2 separate regions of the Sus scrofa genome follow, and region 1 is linked to region 2. A link is a contact called in public HiChIP or PLAC-seq data. All regions are on one chromosome and are shown on one strand. Each heading gives the region's core, a stretch centred on a gene start, on an enhancer-like site or on the middle of the called end of the contact. The rest is flanking DNA. Distances are from core to core; before and after follow the strand shown.

Evidence for each region. HiChIP or PLAC-seq counts read pairs in DNA pulled down with a chosen protein or histone mark.
Region 1: an H3K27ac HiChIP or PLAC-seq map of alveolar macrophages shows a contact between it and region 2. The contact joins the promoter of CTSZ here to the enhancer-like site in region 2. A contact is called at or near these places in 1 of 5 promoter capture datasets (fetal liver), 3 of 47 Hi-C or Micro-C datasets (embryonic fibroblasts, fetal skeletal muscle and subcutaneous adipose tissue) and 2 of 2 datasets of contacts at active chromatin or transcription factors (alveolar macrophages and skeletal muscle).

The regions. Positions count from the first base shown.
Region 1 is chr17:59,146,320-59,151,197 of Sscrofa11.1, reverse strand. CTSZ (cathepsin Z) reads left to right here and starts at 1,821. Exons shown (of 6, transcript NM_001123104.1): 1 at 1,821-2,093; 2 at 2,509-2,672. The coding sequence starts at 1,948.
Region 2 is chr17:59,047,718-59,052,329 of Sscrofa11.1, reverse strand. GNAS (GNAS complex locus) reads right to left here. Exons shown (of 13, transcript NM_001130215.2): 6 at 4,295-4,392; 7 at 1,334-1,388; 8 at 1,125-1,198; 9 at 948-1,006; 10 at 716-836; 11 at 433-563; 12 at 128-195. The region is part of intron 2 of LOC110257458 (a long non-coding RNA gene); the gene reads left to right. Among named protein-coding and RNA genes, the nearest start is that of GNAS, 64 kb to the right of the region's middle. Within about 2 kb of position 2,494, at least 54 of the 83 cell types and tissues checked have an H3K27ac peak or open chromatin away from gene starts, as enhancers often do. A contact at or near this core is called in alveolar macrophages, embryonic fibroblasts, fetal liver and 3 more, where this site is marked.

The DNA of each region.
Region 1 (4,878 bases), core at 572-3,071, 100 kb before region 2:
CCACTGTCCCTCCCTTTCACCTGCATTCCGTGGGGCCCAGTGTTCCCTGCCCTTCCCATGCCATCTGTCCCTGGCCTACAGAGGTGGCATCAGCACCTGATCTGCTCCAGAATCTGCAGCTCGAAACAAAAACGGGGTGTGGGTTTGAGAAGCCCGCATCACACCAAGCACTCCGGGCCCCGCTGACCACAGGGGTCACACACCCAGGAAGCCCATCCTGCCTGTCATAGCATCTCCGCCCCCGCCCCCGACCCTTCCCCGAGGGCCCCAGGGCATCTCGGAACATCCAGGACCAGAAAAGCTGGTAACTGGACACTATTTCATGCCCACGTCAGCGTGCGCCCCGGGCCTCACAGCCCAGTCATCAGAGGCCAGGCCTCGGGGCCCCGTTTCCTACGTGGTAGAACTTGTGGCTGGACGTTGCACCTCCTGGACCTTGACCATCTCTGGGGACCCTGGAGTCCCCACAAGAGTTGTCACACTGTAATATTTGACCACGCTGGTCATTCTTTGACAATTATGAGCTTTTAACTTTTTCCTTAGACCAAAAAGCCACCACCCAGGCGGAGCCTCCTTGAATGATGGAGGTCACGGGTGTTGGGGACAATTGTCCCGGCTTTCTTCCTCACGTGGAGGAAGGCGGAGGGTTGGCGGAGTCGCCGTAGCCGTGGAGGGGAGACGCCTGGGCAGGGGAAGTCCCGGCTGGCACCGCCCTTCCCGCACCTGCTTCACCCCAGGGAAGGGAAGCCAGAGACTTTGGGACCAGGCCCAGGACACCTGCCGGGGCAAAGCCGCCTCTGGAGACCCGGGTTCCGGGCCCCGCCCCCACCACTCACACCTGAGAGTTTTCTTGGAACTGGAGGCCACCCTCGCCCACCGCCCAACCAGGAACTGTGCTAAGGGCTGGGAGGCGCCGACTTTCCGCGAAGAGAAAAGACACCTCAATGGAAAGAGGCCGTGGCCACACTTTGCTCAGTGATGGCACCTCAGGAGCAAGGACCAAGCCCTGTTGGGGTGCCGTGGGTGTCCCAGGGCTTTCGGGGGGGGGGTCACGGAAATTGCTGGAAGACCACAAGGCAGCCGCTGTGATTTCTGCTCGCAGGCTTAGCCCAGGGAAGAGCGGGAGATGGGGTGGGGCGTGGGGGGCTGTGGGAGAGCAGGGTCTGCCCGCCTCCAGACCCTGCAGCAGAGGCTGTGGGCCCCAGAACAAAACTCTGGGCCCTCCTCCCCCGAGACAAGGAGGCCATGCTGTGGCCACCGCTCACGAGGAGAAGGGAGTGTGCCCACTGCTCACGAGGAGAGACAAACACTTGAGTTGCGAAACCGAGGCCTCAGGGGTCCCACTTCTGCTTTCCCTGCGTTGGAAGGCGAAATGCTTTGTGAGCAGAAACCTGGTCAGGCGGCTTTGGAAGCCGCAATGTCAAATTCATGGTGCATCGCCAAGGGACGGTGCCCTTTGGGGCATACATTTTCTAAAAGGATCCCCCTTCCCCTCTGTATAAACATCTCTCCAGAAAGGTCCTGGGCCTTCTGGAAACGGGAGGCAGAAAGCTAGACGCCGCCTCCTCCCCGGACTCGGGGAACCCCTGTCCCCGGGGGTGGGGGGGGGACTAGATGGGAGGGGACAGCTCTCCTGGGCCAGGGGTCGCCAGGATCCAAGGCGGGCGGCCCGAGGAGAAATCGGGCCCGCGGGCGATCGGAGGCCCGCGCCCGCTGGTGGGGTCCGGTCTGGGGTGCGGCGAGGCCCGGGGCGCGTGACCCGAGTCCGGGCTGCGGGCCCTGCGGGCGGCCGGGGCGGGGCCGGGTCACCGGGGCAGGAGCGCGCCCCGCCCCGGGGGAGGGCCCGCCCGGGCGCAGCCACCTTAAGGGCCGGGCGGGGCGCGGAGCCGGGTCCGGACCAGGCGGGGTCGGGACCAGGCGGGGTCGGGCCGCACGGGCGCGGGAGCCATGGCGTCGTCCGGGCCGCCGCCGCCGCTGCTGCTGCTGCTGCTCGTGCTGCTGGCGGGCGCGGCGCGGGCCGGCCTCCACTTCCGCCCGGGCTGCAGCTGCTACCGGCCCCTGCGCGGGGACCAGCGGACCCAGTTGGGGCACAGGTCGGGGACGGGGGGCCGCCCGACTGCCGGGGCCTCGCGCGCTCTCCCGCCTCTAGGGACCCTGCCGCCTCTTTGGGGCGCCCTGCCCCCCTTGACCTCTGCGGGTCAATGCAGCCCTTTGCTGCGGGGGCAGTTTCTCTCCCATTTGCGGCCTGGGCCAAAAGCCCCGTCAGCGCAGGAGGCAGGCCAGCCGCACCTGCCCGGCATTTGGGGCATCTGGGGCCTTGCTGGGGGAGCGGCCCGGCTCCTGCCTGGTTGCGGGGCGCGGGGAGGGAATGCGCTGCCTCCTGGATATTCTGGGAGGGTGGGGGTCTGCCCGCCCTCTCACTTGGGGGAGGGGAGAGGGCTGCCCGTGCCCCCCACCCCTGCGCCAGGAGCCCCCGTGCTGATTCTGCCCGTGGTGATCTGTTCCCAGGACGTACCCCCGGCCTCATGAGTACCTGTCCCCATCGGATCTGCCCAGGAGCTGGGACTGGCGCAACGTGAATGGGGTCAACTATGCCAGTGTCACCAGGAACCAGCACATCCCCCAGTACTGCGGCTCCTGCTGGGCCCACGGCAGCACCAGCGCCATGGCTGGTAGGTAGGGGACCACAGCCCCTCTTGGCTGTGGGCCTGGAAGGCCTGTCCAGCTGCCTTCTTGTCGGAACGGGTGGCTGCAGCGTAGGGTCGGGGGCCTGTGATTCTGTGCCAGGACTCGGCCTCGGGAGCTCTGAGCCTTTCAGGCCGAGGGACGCACACCCGGGGCTTGTGGGCGCCTGGCAGTCACAGGACTGAAGCCCAGTGACACCTGGCTCCCGGTGCCTTCTCTCTCCGAGGCGTGTGACCCCAGCCACTGGGGATCAAACCACAAACAAACTCCTCGGACCCCCCACTGGTGTTTGGGCACGTGCACGTGGAGCTGCAGTGCCTCATATCTGAGACCAAGGCCTGTCCTGGGCCTGGAATAGTGAGCAAGGCCGGCCCGCTTATCATCTGGACCTTAGCCGGCTGGCCGCAGTGAGGGCGGGAAGGAGGGGGAGTTGAGGCGACACCACGTGAGAGGGCTGCGAGGCCTACCTGGGGCGGGTGCTGACTGGGAAGGACGTGGGCAGGGCCCCCCCGAGAACGTGGAGCCAGAGGCTTCACCGTTGGAGCCTCGGGCGACTTTGGGGCCTGGCAGGCAGGCCGGGCGGGGGCCGGCCTTGAGGCGGAGGCGCAGGACAAAGGTCCGGCAGCAGTGACCCGCTGGCTGGATTGAGGAACTGAGAGGACCTTGTGGCGGCCCCAAGGGCGTGGTGGGGGGAAGCTGAAAAGGTCCCCAGGGGCCGAACTGCCAGGGGAGGGGTCTGGTGGGAGCCTGAGGGACCTTGGAGAGGGGGTCACATGCCACGGTTCGCATCTGCAATGGAGCGTGGGCGGAGCGGGGCTGGGGGCCACCACCTGTCTGTCCCCGCCCCCCGAGCCGGGAGCACAGTCTCCTGGGCAACCGCGGCATCTCCCCCTTTCTCCTCAAACTGCTGACGTCTCCCCAGCAGCGAGCAGCTTCCTCTTTCACTGAGACGATGGAAGCCCCCAGAGGGGACTTCCGTGGTGCCCGGCCGCCAGCGCAGCTGCCCACAGCATGCAGTCTCTCTGCCCTGGGCGCCCAGCGCCTGAGCCCCTTGATGAGGCCGCCCTCCCGGAGCGTGGCCTTGTGGCCCTCGCTGAGCAAATGGCCAAGGGGCCTCCAGCCCGCTGGCTCCGGGTCCCCGCAGGTGTCTGCGTCCCACTTCCTCCCCTGCCTCTCGGGACCATCCAGCCTCGCTTCCAGCTCCGCCATGGGCAGGCCCACCGGTCGCCCCTCGAGCCTCTTGCCTAGATCGCCCCCCCACAACGCCCCGATCTCCTCCGGCCTCCCTGGCCCTCCCTTCATTCCCTTCACTCTCTCTGGCTCCTCGTCCTCCCAACTTAAGCCCTGCACGCTGGGTCCCTGGGACCCTCCACCTGGACTCGACGGTCATGCCCACCTGCCACCCTCCCTCTTGCTCGGACCCCCAACCCCTCCCATCTCACAAGCTTCTCCTTTCCACCACCTGCCTGGCCCCCAAACCGGTTCTCTCCTGGCCTCCTTCTCCCTCAGGTGAAAGCCCAGAGGCCGTGGGCCCTGTTTATACCCTCATACCATCCGGCCACGGATCTGGGCTCCACCTTCGAGTCACGCTTCAAGCTTGTCTGCCGCGGGGGCCTGGCCCTGCCCAAGCTGCCCGCCCAGTCCACCTGCAGGTCCCTTGCCGCCCTGCCCCAGGCCTCCGACGGTGCCACCAGCTCAGACCCAGGCCGTGTCCCTGTCCTGGTCTGCCTGAAACCCTCTAAGATTTCGGAGCCTGTGTAAGCTGGCTCCCCGTTCCGCGGTGGCACCCAGTTTGAACTCCAAGAGCTGGAGAACAGGGTATGCTCTCAGGCCAGGTCCCTGCCGCCCCCCCGTGGGTGCCACCCCATCACCCATCCTGCCTCACGTGGGTGGGAGCTCTGTTTTGCTCGCTGGACAGAGCCTGGCACACAGTGGGTGAACAGGCAGCTGTGATGAGGGGAGAAGCAGGTGGGGGGCGGGGGCCGGGTGCGTCTGGGCTGCGCTGAGAAGTGGGTTCGACCCTTGGGGCTAGCTCAGCTGAGGATCGGTGTGGAAACAGCTGAGAGGCTGAAGCGGGTGCTCACCGCACCTCCAGACCCTGCCCAGCGTGGCGTGAGGACCTGGGACCTCCACTCCAGGGGCACTGCCCGGGGGTTGGCAGCCAGGGTGAGGCTTCAGATGGGTAAACTTCAG
Region 2 (4,612 bases), core at 1,245-3,744:
CTGGCTACTGGTGAAACGCCAGTGAGGAACTGGATGGTTTGATCCCCGAATTTAGAGTTAAGTAAATCTACACCCCCTAGGAATAAGAGAACCAGCCAAGAGAGGATGAAAGGCAGGCTCTACGCACCAGAAATTCATCTCGAATGAAGTACTTGGCCCGGGTCACGCGTGGGTCCTCTCCGGGCTCGGGAGTTGCTGCGAAGAATATAAATATTTAGTTACTCAAGGAATTAAAATAAGGGTTTGTTTTTTTGTTTTTTGCGCCCCCACAGATCCCTAAGAGTGTGGTGGTAGTGGGGGGGGGGGGTTTCCATTCCGGAAGGCTGTTTGTTCCTTCAGGTGCTCTTTAAAATCCAGAATAGAAACTCTTTAACGTGTGCACGACCCACAGGACCAGCGGGGAACCGACCCACTGCAGGAGGCCACACGTACCATCCTCAGGAGTAGTGTAGCGAGCAAATTCTGGAAAGTAGTCCTCAATCTTCGATTTTCCAGCGAGGACTTTCTCAGCCAGCAGATCTTGCTTGTTGAGGAACAGAATCACAGAGATGGTGCGCAGCCATCTAACACGGAGGAGAGCGGGGTCAGCGCCCGGGAAGGGGGGCGCCCTCTCTGCAGGGGGCTGGGGTGCCTGCACAGGACTCCTTCCCCTGCACCATGCAGATCCAGGGCCTCGAGCTCCGTGGGGAGGACGCCGGGGGGTCACCGCACAAACCTGTTGTTCCAGATGCTCTTGAAGAGGTTCAGGGCCTCCTGCAGGCGGTTGGTCTGGTTGTCCTCCCGAATGACCATGTTGTAGCTGCTGCTGGCGACCACGAAAATGATGGCGGTCACATCTTCGGCACAAGAGAGAAAGAGGATGCAGTGTTAGGAGTGACCATGAGCCTGAACCATCGGGGGCGGGGGGAAATAGCCTTAAAGAGTGGAGAAGCCCAGGGCTTCCATACCATTGAAGCATTGGATCCATTTGCGGCGCTCGTCACGCTGGCCACCGACGTCAAACATGCTGCAGGAGAGAGAGGACGCCTGGTCACCACAAGGGCTACCATGGTCCACCATGCTCACTGCGGGGGGACCTCGAGAAACCTATTTTTCTTTCTAAAAAAAAGGAACCGTTTACTTACTGGAAGTTGACTTTGTCCACCTGGAACTTGGTCTCAAAGATTCCAGAAGTCAGGACGCGGCAGCGGAGCAGGTCCTAAAACAAAGTCTCAGATTAAGCGGTCTCACCAAAACCAACCCAAGTGTTAATCATTGCCAACCTGGAGCAAAAATGCTGACTGGCTTGGAAAGAAGACTCTGCATCCTCTGCCCTGTGAGAAGGGGTGCATACCTGGTCGCTGGGCACGTAGTCAGCCTGCTTGATGACGTCAATCTTGTCCAGGAAGCTGGGAGCAGAAGAAAGACACACGGGGGTGACCACACGTTCAGGCCAATTTGCCCACTATTCCTGCCCAGCCACAAGGTCCAGCTAAGCGAAAACGACCATCCCATGAAGTTCATTAGGGTCAAGCGGATGCCTTACAAAGGTTCGCGCAAATAGGATTTAAGATAAATCAGGACCCCTGGCCTACAGGTACAGCACAGGCCAGTTGGGGGGGGGGGATCTGATCTGGTTTTAATTTGAAAAGACTCGCTCTGTGCAAATCCATCCGCCCAGGGCCCCAAATCAGGCCTGACTGTGTGCCATTGGGTAATGCCTGAGTAAAACAGTACACCCTCAGATTGTTTGGCTTTGACTAAAACGGCAAGTCGTTTGAAAACTGTACACTTCCATGTCAGGGAGTTTTTGAAAAAATGAAGAAAAAAAAAAGGGCACGCTTAAAAGAAGCAAGGATTTTTTTCGCCCAAAGGACGAATGAAGATGAGATTGCTGGATTAACTCAGAAAGGGTATCTCTCCTTTTAGGAAGTGGCCCTCTCGGCCCGCACCGCACCGAACAGGAAACAGACACCAGTTCCCTTCCGTCCTGCTTGGTCCGTGAAGCAGACCAGCCCAGAGAGGAAGCTTTCAAAGCACCTCACCGCCATCCAGGTTTGGGGCCCCAGGCAGGCAGGGGGCGCGCACCGTGGCGGCGCGGGGTCTGGGGGTCTCAGGGGTGAGAAGGCTGTCTAGGGGTGAGAATGCTTCCTCCCTCCCAGAGTCGGGAGGCTCTTTGCTTGGGTTGCCCGACTGGACACACTGTTAGGAAAAATAACTTTTAAAAGACTGGACTGAGGTAATTACCATGGAAAGTTAATGTGGAAACCAGCTTTTGGGGGGGGGGGAAGGGGGGATGGGAGGTGTTGGAAAGTGAGCTAATCAGAGAAGAAAATCAAAGCGAGAAAAATTTAAAGAAATTCTATAAGGTGGTGCCCCCCCCCCTTTCCTTTTCACCAGTTTAAAGTGAGTCTGGCTTCGAGGATACACTAACTTGCCCAATCAGGCTTACATTACAGCACCAGGCCAGAAATAGCTCCCCAGCCGCCCTGGCCTCCAGCACGTTGCCATGGCAACCGAACCACAGGTCTATAAATAGCTCATCAGCACCAAATCTTGTGAGAGAGACATCTGGAGGGGGGCCAGCCAAAGCCCAGCTCAACAAATAAAAACAGGCACCTTAAGGAACGGGCACGTCCCCAGGACCTCGGCCGTAACCTAAAGGCAGTTACGCCAGAAACAGGCGGGCTACGAAGAAGGCAGGGCTGCTGGAGGCGGCTGGCCGGGGAAGGAGACATTTTAAAAGGGTCAAGCTCTGTTCTCTTTTTCTCGGAGTTTCCTTAAAACTTTCCATAAACTGTGCACATGCTGCCATTTGCAGATAAAGTTGCAGGCATGCGTGGATAGGGCTTTCGAAAAACTTTTAAAAAAAACTTTTGAAATGGTGTGCGATTTAAAAAAAAAAGAAAAAAAAAAAAAAGAAAGCTGGCTAAACTGAATTAATGAAGTTGTTACACCCCGCCCCGCCCCCCCAGGGCTCTTAAGAATGGGGTGGTCAAAGCTGCCTAATCCTGTACCTGTGCTTCTGACTTGGATCCAGAAAACAAAAGGCAAACAATTCCAGGATTTCCATGTGTTTTGTGTTACTATAATTAGCACTTCCAGCTTTAAGCTCAAACTTTTGAGAAAATCAGGGACTTTGTTGAAGAAGGGGTGGGGGTGGGGGTCACGGCGACCGGCCCAGATGGACTGTTTCTCTGTTCCTTGAAAAAATATACAAGTTTGCTTGCGTGTTAAGTCACAAAATAGCTGTAGGGGTGACAAGTGAAAAGCATCGAGTGCCCTTGCTGTGGGAAAGCAGGGCCGGTGAAGGGACGTGGACAGCTTTCGCAGACCCCAAGAGGAGCTCGGGTGCTGTGCAGATGACGGGGTTCTGGGGAGCTGGCTTTGTGTGGCCCCAAGTTCCTCAGGCGCGGGGCTCCTGGGTAATGCACGATTTTAGCTTTTGGCGAGCCAGCCTCGTCCCTGGGTCCTGATTACTGAACATTTTCCAAAGCAAATTGTTGGCGTTTCAGTTACTTACACGAGGGGCTGACACAGGATTATCGTATTGTCAGAAAAGACAGTCCAACTTGAGAGCACGTTGCCTGAGACCGCTTGGTACATGTGTGCGACACGAGCAAACAGAGGGTCTCTTTGAGATATTTTTCACGGCTCTGAAGGCCATGTGTCTACCGCACGATGCACAGGGTAAGACAGGTGGTCAAGCTGTCTTAAAGGCAGCCTCCCGGCTGGGCGTCATCAGGCCCACTGCAAGAGAGCCTTGAAGGGACAGGAGGACAGGGCAAGGACCCCTTGGCAGGGGAGGCCCCTTGAATGAGGAACAAGGACAAGAAATGGCATCCAACATGGTGCCCACGCGAGATGAACCCTGGCAGCTGCTGTGGTCCCTTACGGGCGGTGGGGAGGTTGGGGCGGGGGCAGCACATGTCTGTCCTCACCATTCCTCTTTGGCACGTTTTTCAGTTGCGGTAAATACAATACAAAATTGCCACATTATCCGAAGTGTGAGAGCTGTCCCACCTCTCTAAATGCTTGCAGGTCAACTCAATTAATTACTTTGAGCTAATTAACGACGACCATGGCTTTATGGCAGGTGATTATCACTTTGCTCTGCCAGGCATTAAGTGTTTATATAAAATAACGTAGCTGCACTAAAACGTGCCATGAAGGCCCCTAGAAGATAAATGCATCAGACTAGAACCTTCTCAAGGCAGGTGAGACTACCTGGCTGGCTGCTAAGAAAGTACCTTGGGGCGGTGGGAGTGGAGGTGTGGGGTGTGCCCCGCGGGGCTCGGGCGGGGAGGGCACTTACTACTGGGCGCAGTCGATGAGCTGGTACTCGTTGGAGCGCTCGTAGCAGGCGCGCACGCCCTCGTCCTCCCACAGAGCCTTGGCATGCTCGTAGAACTCCTGCAGGGAGGGCCAGGGAGAGGGGTTGGAGGGGGCTGCAGGGCGCCCGGGAGACCCACCCCAAGGGCCGGTCCCCATGTCCAGGCAGCTTTAGGCAGGAGCGTTCCTACAGGACGTCGGCGGGCTCAAGGGCCCCCCCGAGTCCAGAATTACTGCTCCCGGGTTGTCATCAGCCTGTGCGTCGGGGGCCTGGGGGGGAGAGGCCGGACTGGGCCGCCCA